Regions from separate parts of the Anas platyrhynchos genome. Here region 2 is linked to region 1. Evidence: chromatin contacts called from public Hi-C data. All regions are on one chromosome and are shown on one strand. The core of a region is the stretch at or near the end of the contact, and the rest is flanking DNA. Distances in the headings are between cores, read along the strand shown. Region 1 overlaps RAB11FIP4 (RAB11 family interacting protein 4). Region 2 has its middle 2.7 kb from the start of TRNAT-CGU.

What was found. A called contact is a pair of places that touch in the nucleus more often than the background predicts.
Region 2: a contact with region 1 is called in a Hi-C map of F5 follicle, with 3 times the contacts expected there. The contact joins two enhancer-like sites. A contact is called at or near these places in 3 of 8 Hi-C or Micro-C datasets (F5 follicle, skeletal muscle and subcutaneous adipose tissue).

The regions. Positions count from the first base shown.
Region 1 is chr19:5,997,094-6,001,898 of IASCAAS_PekinDuck_T2T, forward strand. The region is part of intron 2 of RAB11FIP4 (RAB11 family interacting protein 4); the gene reads left to right. Among named protein-coding and RNA genes, the nearest start is that of RAB11FIP4, 45 kb to the left of the region's middle. Within about 2 kb of position 3,393, at least 2 of the 8 cell types and tissues checked have an H3K27ac peak or open chromatin away from gene starts, as enhancers often do. A contact at or near this core is called in F5 follicle, where this site is marked.
Region 2 is chr19:6,085,719-6,090,465 of IASCAAS_PekinDuck_T2T, forward strand. No RefSeq gene overlaps it. Among named protein-coding and RNA genes, the nearest start is that of TRNAT-CGU, 2.7 kb to the left of the region's middle. Within about 2 kb of position 3,188, at least 2 of the 8 cell types and tissues checked have an H3K27ac peak or open chromatin away from gene starts, as enhancers often do. A contact at or near this core is called in F5 follicle, where this site is marked.

The sequences.
Region 1 (4,805 bases), core at 2,143-4,642:
AATAACACCTGTACCCTCTTACCTAGCAGCTGTGTCAAAGCCAGAACAGTCTGTGAAGTGGCACTGCACAGGGACTTCGAGAGCAGCCAGAACATCCCGCAGAGGTTGAATGCCCATCGATTTCAGCAGGGTCAGCGTGGGATCCGTTACTGTTTGCTCAGTGGAGTCCATTTCTATTTTTACTGTACTGGACTTACAGTAACGATCCAGTAAATATTTTCTGCCACTTGTAATACCTGAAGGTTTGAGTGAAACTATTATTTCTAATGTGCTCTACAGGCTGGTAAGTGTTTGCAGGACCAGGCTCTTGGTCTGTTTAGCAGGCTCCAATTAAGTCTGATCTGTTCCTTCTATTTTAAGGTTTCTGTTTTCTTCACAGTAGTCTCTCCACTTTGATGCTTCACTTACAGAACACCAAACAAACAAACAAAAACCCACCAAACCCTGACAAATAAAGAGCGAGCTCCCCCTGCTGACCTTGGAGTTGCAGCTCACATAGATGAGAGGGTAAAATGTGAATACAAATTCATGCAGAATTAAAAGATAAAGGCAAACATATTCCAACTTCATTGCTTATTTAAACCATGAAAACAACGCTAACCACTGTGCAGTAGTTGAAGGGCAATGGTTTTCATAAGGGGAGAGGCTGAGCCATGCCAGCACAGAGCATTTCTGCAATAATGAATTTTCATGCTTTAGCAGAATCACTGTGGGTTTTTTATTTTATTTTTTCCCAAATGAAACTATACAGCTTATTGTTCCTCCGGAGGAAAAGTGCTTTCCCCATCTTCTAGATGTTATAAGGGCTTTAAAGTTATGACCTGTTGTAATATTAAAAAAAAAGCTGAGGTGTAGGAGCTCTTCATGTTCATTAACTCTGGGAGAAGCACAGTTGTGAATTTCTACCCTTCCCCACCTTCATCAACAGCAACCTTTGAGTCTTCAAAATAGTAACACAAAATGTTAAGTGCCTTCAAAAATCCATCTGTGTGCTTTCTTGGATCTTTAATTACTGCAGTTGGCTGGAAAACTTCTAGAAGCAGTCCCAGTGTGAGTAGCTAAGCTGTCTTTTTTTTTCTTCTGTAAAAAGTAGTTATTTTCTCCATAAGGTCTTAGCAATTTTGATGAAATTCCCAGGAATACAGAATTGCCCAAAGCTTCAAAGAAATGCTAAAAAAAAAAAAAAAAAAAAAAAAAAAGGTGAAGTGGGCTGCTTTGTTAGCTCCCACTGTGGCAGGTTATCAGTACTGTGAAAATAATGTACTATGAAATTTAATGTTTTTTCAAAAGAAAGTTTTCCAGAGCGGAATATTTCTGGCCTTCTGTTGCACTTGTGACTTTTTTTTTAAATTTGCTTTTATATTTTCATTTAGCTGCTCCAAACAAACATTTTCTGCAGAACCAGTGCTGAGTTTTGATTATCTCTCTTAACTTAATTTGCAGTCCCGTAGCTGAGAATAGGATTGCATCAGCTTTGCCCCAAAGATCCAACAGAGAACTTGAGATGGATGTGTTGCACTTGTACAAGAGGAGTTTACCTTTATTTGCTGGACACCAGTGTTTGCAATACCTACCAGTTCTAAGGAGCAGAAGAGCTGTGCTACCACAAGAATTTCATTCAGTAAAGCACAGCAGAAAACATCAAAGTCTTCATGAGCCCGTTTAGGCTTATAGCTGTAGATCTCAAACTTCGCAACGCACCATAGCTGGAGAGGATTTGATGAGTCTGTGTGTTCTTAATAAGGATGTCTTACAAACGGGAGCGGTATTTGGGCTGGCTCTAGGGAGAAGGACTGTCCAGGTAAATGTGGAGAGCTGAGCTCTCCTTTTGTGAGTCAGGCTAAAACTCTTTAATGAGCTGAACTTCGTTGCTCTTAAAAGTACGTCGGAGTTTGCTAAGACTCAACTAAATTTTACTAAATATAGCCTGAGATCATAAACAAGTCTAAAACACCATTAAAGATCCAAGGGTAGATGAAGTAAAAAAGCTATTGGTCTCAGGAAAAATGCCAAGAACCAACTTTATTCAATTAGGTAGCCAGATTTGATTTCCCATAGTATTAAAGTTGTTTAATTGCCCGTGAAAATTGCCTGACACAGCATGGGTTAATTCTCCTTCTTGGAACATTTGCAGGAAACCACTTTGCTGCAGTTGTGTTTATTTGCAGCCAGAGTGTCTGTTTGCAAATTAACTGTCTGCTAGAGTGTGAAAAACATTTTTTTAAATGAAACTGAAGGTAAATATCTAAAAATATGTGGTAAGGGAAGTCATGTCTGGCATCCTGAGCAAACAGAAAATGTTAAAGGTTCACGTCCTCCCCTTCAGTGACTTGGAAAACACTTGCATCATCTTTGCTTAGGGTTAAAGATGAGCCTGTCCTGCCTCTGTGAGAGCCAGCACTGCCTTTTGTGAGGTTACTAGCATTAGTTTGGTATTTTCCAGAAGTACTTGTGTTTTCACAAAAGGAGAGGATAAATGATCTAGTGGTTATGATGCTTAGATTTCTTGTTCTGCAGCGTCTTCCTCTTACCAGAGTGCGGGCAGTTGTCTTTTTACTTCAGTTTGCCCCTGCAAATAATTGCCAGATTGCAGGTTGTTCCCCACTGCAGTTCTGGCCAAAGGCACCGTGTACACTTCTGCTTTTGGCATACTTTGGATAAATGTGTTTTTAACTTCAGTAATTTTGACAGAATCAGATTAGAGAGTGACCCAGTGCTTTGGTGAATGAGAAGTGACACACGCCGCTGTCTTGAGCAGTCTTTTGACGGACACAAGAGCAGCCGGCTCTGTGCTGGCTCACCGTGTGTCTCTAGCCAAAGAAACTTCAGCAGCCTCACCACTCTCCTGTGGTTTGGTAACTGAGTTCCTCCTCCAGATATGAGGTTGCTCCTAAACTCTGTCACCCTGCACAGTGATTTATACAATGCACGGCCCTGCAGGAGTGTTCTCCACAGAGGGCATCCTTTTGCACAGCTGTAGAAAATATAGAAGGACTTGAAACCACCCTTGGGTTAGCTCTTCGCCTCCATTCGCTGCCTCACTGACTGCAGTGGAGCTGGGTCTCCTTGCCAAATGTTGCCCAGAAATGTGAATGAGGAGATTTTCCCAGCCATAACAAGGGCGAGAGCACACTGAGCACGTTAAAATCTTGTGATACAAGTAGGCATTCAAATGAAATATCTCTAAACAGCCATAGAAGTGGCTTTCAGTTTTATTGTTTCCTGGAAAATGAAATTATAGCAACAATGGGACAGCTCAGTGCAGGAGGTCCTTAAAGTAGCCAGGAAGTATCCGTTCATGTATTTGCAGTGGGTTATTTATGGACAGACTAGCCTTGGGTGCATACTGCTGCATGGCTTGAAATACTGATCATGGCAGTTCTGCAAGCCCGGGCAAAAATGTTTGTCCTCAAGACAGATACTGGCAGAAAGCACCCTGTGTGCCTGACCAGACAGCTCCCTATACAAGCTGCTGTCCAATGCCTTCGTGTTTCCACACTGAGATGTGCCAGAGTAAACCTTGTTTTTTTTCCTGTTTCCTTTCTGGACTGTGACACTTTCATTTTGCTCACTGGCATTTCCCAGGCTGCAAGCCAAAATATGTTCAGGTAATAAGAAGACATGTGAACAGTATTTGAGACACTGCAGGTTAATTCAGTTCCCTTCTTATGGTATGCCCCTTGCGTAAACCTCTTGGAGTACTTGCAAAATTCAAATCATCCTCCAGATATGGGAAACAAAAGGTGAGATGTGTTAGCAGTGTTGCAAAAAAACACTGGACAAGAAAGGCTTCTTTACCAACTGCGTGCCAAAACCCAACGTCCTGGTGGTAGGGGCTGGGCCCTGGGGAAAGAGCAGCACCACAGCCCTCCATTGTTAGGGGTGACAGTTTGTGTCTTGATAGGGAAAATGAGCAACGAAACATTTATTTGTTACTAAACCTAGTTCTTAAGTGGGGTGAAAACGGTGGCACAATCCTAAGCTTCTTGCAGCCATTGGCATCTTTCCATGGTTTGCTGGATGGTGGATGAGGTCCAGCAAGGTGGCAGCAGTGTGTTTGAGTAACCCTGAAGGAGAATGGCCTCTCAGCAGTTTCTTTTCTTCTTCTCCTTTTGCCGGGTGTAATAACATGCAAATCTTCCCAGCAGGATGAGGGGATCCAAGCTGCCACGCCAGCACATTAATTGCACTCAGCAAATGTCTCCCACGGGGGACGCTGGTTGCTGCACGCTCAAACGTCTTCCCAACAAAAAGTCACCTCTGCAGGAGGAGGTGGTCTCAGGTGAACCTGAGTCTGTCCTGACTCTGTCAGTTGCATTGGAAATTTGGTCTGTGATTTCAATAAAAGGAAGATTTGGCTCCGTTTGCCAAATGGAGCTCTTCAGCTCGGTAAACAAATTGGATTAAGTGCCTGGTGATGTTCTGGAAATGGCTCAAATGCTTGATTGGCTTCTGCGGTTCTGGCCCAGGACACGAAAGCCTGTGCCAGATGGCTCTCTGAAGAAGTGGCTAGGGCTGCCCCAAGTAGGTTAGGTATGGAGGAGACGGTGCTTTTTCTCCTGTGTTTTTTTCTGAGTAAATTATAGGTTTGAATTTAAATGGTCAAGGGCTATCATGAAGAGATGGACCTTAATGGTCAAGGAAAATGAGTAACTGTGATCAGGAAAAATCTCAGATAAGAACTGGGCAGCAAAGAGGGGACACAGAAGACCTTGCAGCTAAACTCCAGATTAGAGAGGTTTAAGATGCCCCTTGGTTTTGGTAGTTAAATCCCTCTTGCACCTTTGAAAACCTTTGAAAGCCTT
Region 2 (4,747 bases), core at 1,938-4,437, 88 kb after region 1:
TCTCCGTGCTTTGCTGCAGGACGGGTGTCTCGAACGAGGTGAATCACAGTTAAGTAAAGCTGATGTTGCCAACACAGCGTTGTGGAGGAAGTGTTTGGTGAGCTTGGAAGCGACGAATCCCTCTTGCTGTCTTTAAAGGTGCTGGGTTTGATGTAATTCTCGTAGACAGAGTCTTTAAATGGTAGAGGGAGGCTGAATCCTGGAATAAACGAATACAGCCATGAAAAGCTTAGTGCAGTTGTGCCATTTACACCAGAACTGGCCTTGATTACTTGGTTCTTAGTGCATAAAGCGGTGCGAAGCTCTACACGTGTGCAAGGGCATTTCTGCTGGCTCTGTATAGCATCAGGTTGATTATTGCTGCTTCCAGACAGCTTAAAGTATGTAAAGAGTAGTCATTTCATTGCAAAATCACAATAGCCAGATATTTGGGAAGAGCTGAGGAGCCTCTTGGGGGGGGGGGGGGGGGGGGGGGGGGGAGAGAAAAAAAAAAGCTGCTTCCTTTGATGCTTAGAAAAAGCTGTTTTTGCTGTTTAATGTGCCACGCTTAGCCTGGGACCGTCTGGGTAGGAGGCTGTTTATCTTTCTCAGTAGGTACTGGAAGTGTGAGTGCGTAAGGTATTTGGGGAGGTTTGTACCAAACAGTTGTACAGTATGTTTTTAACAAGGCACAAAAATGCCATAGTACGTTTTGATATAAAAACAGGAAATGCAGTTTAGACCTTGTTTAGAAAAATGTAGACACCATTTTACTCGGAAAATGCAGTGCTGTCAAAAGCCTGTCAACTTTGCTGCAGGCTCTTGCGGATGAAAGTTTCAGCTTTGAAGCACTCTATTTTGACTTTTTAAAATTCTGTAGCGTCTCTGAGCAGAATGTCAAACCCAAATGTTTCTAATGACTCAAAAATCTTGCAGCTTTTGCAGAAAATTCAGAATTCTGTGGGTTTGTTTCTCATTGAAACCAGTTGTGAAACCGAGGTCCTCCCCGAAACAGGCTTGCCATCCAGTAAACTTGAGCAGTTGAGTCTTGCCCGAACGTGTGCCATGAACACAGGACTGAGCCAAGTATTTCAGTAAAGCTCTGGCGTTGCTGTTCTCTGTGGCCATAACACATCCAGGCAGCTTACCAGTTGCTTAACATCAGTCTCTGCAGAACTGGAATATTAGCTTCTATCTCACAGATGTCTTGTGAGGAAGGTTCTTTGCTCAGCACCTTGGGAAGGACCCACAGAAGAGCTCAGCACTGGGACTAACTGTACATCTTCACTGCTGGAACGAGCCCACCTGCCCAGATCCTCTCTGGTAACGCAGAGTTAGTTCTCTTTGTGCATCCTGCTCGCATTGCTGTCTTCAGGGCTCACTGACTCTTCACAAACACACTAGTCCTAGGGCACAGGGATTTTTCTTCTGTCCTCAGGACCATTTTTTTCTGTACAGAAAATAGTAGGTGCTATAAACACCACATTTCAACAGGTGAAGCTTTCAGAGCAAAGTCTGTCACTTTTCAAAGTTCCGGTTGGCTTATTAGCAGGAGTGGAGCTGTGCTTTGTGGCTCATGCATGAAGTTTACGCTAGGGCAAGATGCTGTGCTGAGCCTGCTGGGGATGAATCGCTAACAGCCCCGGTTCTGGCATGAGTGGAGGTTGCTGGTTACTTATGATAACCAAGTGACTTCTTACAGGAAAAGTTCAGGATGTAAAAATCTGGCCCATGTGTGTCTCTGTCCCCTAGCACGTGCGTTATGTTTGGCCTGCCTTACCTTGGACAGAAACATTGTACGGTTTGTTTCCAAAGCTGGAAATCAACAGCTAGACCCAACTGATGTTCAGGCTAACAAGGCTGCATCAGCTGACCTTCCGTGTGAGCAAAGTCCTGCCTAAAAATAAAATTCAAACAAAATGACCTGCTCGTCACATCCAAGCAGAGCTGATCCTGCTGTTCTCTCTCCCAGCTCGCTGACAGAGGCGCTTCTGGGCTCTTGGATCTCTGGCTCTGCTCTCAGTGTTGTCTCTGCACCTTCATGCTCTGCAGGAGCTCATGGTGCCGCAGGGTTGTGTTGAGGTGGATCACATGTTCTCTTGCCTCCCAAATCCCCAGCCCATTCTTCTTGGGAAATAAATTTGATTTTGGCGTTAACTTAATAATTAAAGTCCTGAAGTGTCAGTGAAGTTTAATCAAGATGCTTACACTCTGATCATAGGTGTGCTGGAGATAGGTTTTTGGGGGTGGAAAGTGGACTGGGAAGGGGGAAGTTGTTTGTTTTGGACACAAATCCTGACCAAAACCAACTCAAAACCTTTAGGTTTCCCATTAAGGTTGCGCTAAGATCTTTGATTTTGTTCCAGAAAACATTGAGCAGTCTCCCTCTGAATGTAACACCTCTATTAAATGAGGAATTATTAAATGAGGCCCCTTTTAATTACCTAATAAAAATACATTACAATTAATGTACTTAACATCTGTGTTGCTGCTGAAAATCTCGGCCATACTTAGGAACAGAATTTCCTGACCTTTCTGGATTGACAAGCTGGTTTATTTAGGGTGCAGACTCTTCATGACCCCTTTTAAATTCCTCTTAAAAGTAAGTGTAAAAATGAATCAATTATAACAGCGGTGTTTTCTGAATTGTGTATTATGTGCATTTTTGAGAGGCTGACAGAACATGCCTGCTTGTGGAAAGTAAGACGTGAATGGGAACTAAAAGCATAATGCTCTTTGTTCCGATTATAACGTTTTCAGAGCTTTGCAACTCTCCTAAGTGTCTGTCGCGTCCTCCCCAGGGTCAAACTTCAGCAACTAAAAAGCAGTGTGTTAGCAACACAGGAGGAGCTGTGTGTCTGATTCAGAAATAGTAGTGAGATCATTCAAAAGCCTTGTGTAGACCTTGCTGGGTGTAGCCAGGGCAGACGGGACTGTCCCAAAGACTGTTCCGATCCGCTTGTGCATTCATGAAGCATTGGGCTGCCTTCCCAGCAGTCCTGCTTTTTGGGTATCCCCTCGTGGGTCTGCTGACATCAGCTTCTTTAAAAAAATAAAGCAGAGTTGTTGTTTTAAAAAATATAAAAGTCACCTAAGCCCTAAAACCTTGAACTTGGAGAGAAAACACGTGTGCCGGGCTGTGCAAACAGAGCGTGGTGTGCCAGGGGTGAGCAGGCTGCCGGAGCCGGCTGGGCTGCATGCGGGAGCCAGCGCCTGCTCGCTCCGAGGGCTGTCGGAGGGCTGCTGTAGGTCGGGCACTGCCTCTGCGCAGGATGCAGGGAAGGGCCAAGCCAGGAGGATGCTCGGTGTGTGCAACGTGGAGCTGTGGTGGTGTTTCCTGCAGGTTAGGCAACTAAATGTACAAAGCAAAGCTATGACCGGCTGGTGAGACCACCAACTAACAGTTGGGATGAAGGCAGTGGTCTTCAGTGAGCTGGAGAACAGCTTTCGCAGTGTTGTCTGGATCTCAAATATATGGTTGAGTAAATTAACCCCTGAGTAAATAAACCCCAAACTGTGGAAATCTTCACATGGCTACAGCAATGTGATTCCCATTTCCATTATGCCTGGAATTTAATGGACTGCTGAAGTTTGACCAAAAGGCATTTCTTGTGTCAAAATGAAAAATTACAGATCAAAAGGGTGACTTTGCAGACAAACATATCGATCTAAAGCCTGGGTGACACAGACTTCCTGGAAGAGAGCCCAGAAGCATGTCTGTGTTTAAAGTCAAATGGCTGTAGCCTTTTACCACTGATGAATAAAAAATGTTTTTGTCTGCATGCCGAAGGCTCAAGCAGAAACAGAAATGACTTGATTTGTTCTGCTGGAGAAGCAGGTACGTGTTTGCGAATAGTAATCCACTGCATGCTGCAGTATTCAAGATTTTTTTTTTTAAAAATAGCTAGATAGGAAATAAATTTTTCAATGATTTTTTTTTTTTTCCTTGAAAACTCCTTTTGTGGCAACTGAGAAGGCAACTTTGGGAAAGGCAAACTGAGTCTTCTTGCTCTGTGTCCAAAGGGCTGAGTCACAGCATCCCCTCCCCTGGAAACCTGAGGAGGGGAGCAGTTGTGAAGTTCCTTCATGGGGATCCCGCTTATATTTCTGCTTCAGTACCCAAGTAGCAAACTTTATAGAGGTCTGGTCCTGAGGATAATATTGTCTTCTATAATTAGATAGTAACAGCAAGGTGCAGTTGTGCCTCCCAGGCCAGGATGAATGAGGGAGCAGCAGCAGCATGCTGTGCTGACCCCCTGAGAGCGAGGTACAACGCGAGGGTGGCAGCAGCCTTGTTTGGTGAATGAGCTCTGCAGCACCCAGGAGAGGGAGCCGGATTCCTTACTGCTGCACCGGGGAGTGGGGAGCGAGGTGGGCATCACCACAGCATTGGGTGCCTTGGTTTTGCAAGGGAACCTGTGAAAACAGAATTTAAATTGAAAAAGTGGTGCTGAATGGCAGTGATGGCCGGAATATGCTAGCTGACAGTCCGGGTAGCGTGTCTCACATGAACTTCAATTATGCAGGGGAAAGAGGAGCAGGGAGGGAGGAGAAAGAGGAACGGATGGGAGATTTATATTCTCATCTCCTCCGCTGTCTGTTTAACCTCAGCACCAAGGGGCCTGCAGGTCACAGAAGCCATACTCCTCTCCCTCTTTATCTCTCAGGTTCATGTTCCTTACTGTAAATTGCCTGAAAGAAATAGAGGCTCGGAGCCCAGTCCTGTAACGTTTGTGCACTGGGTTCTCTTTGTCTGTGTGAGTACCCA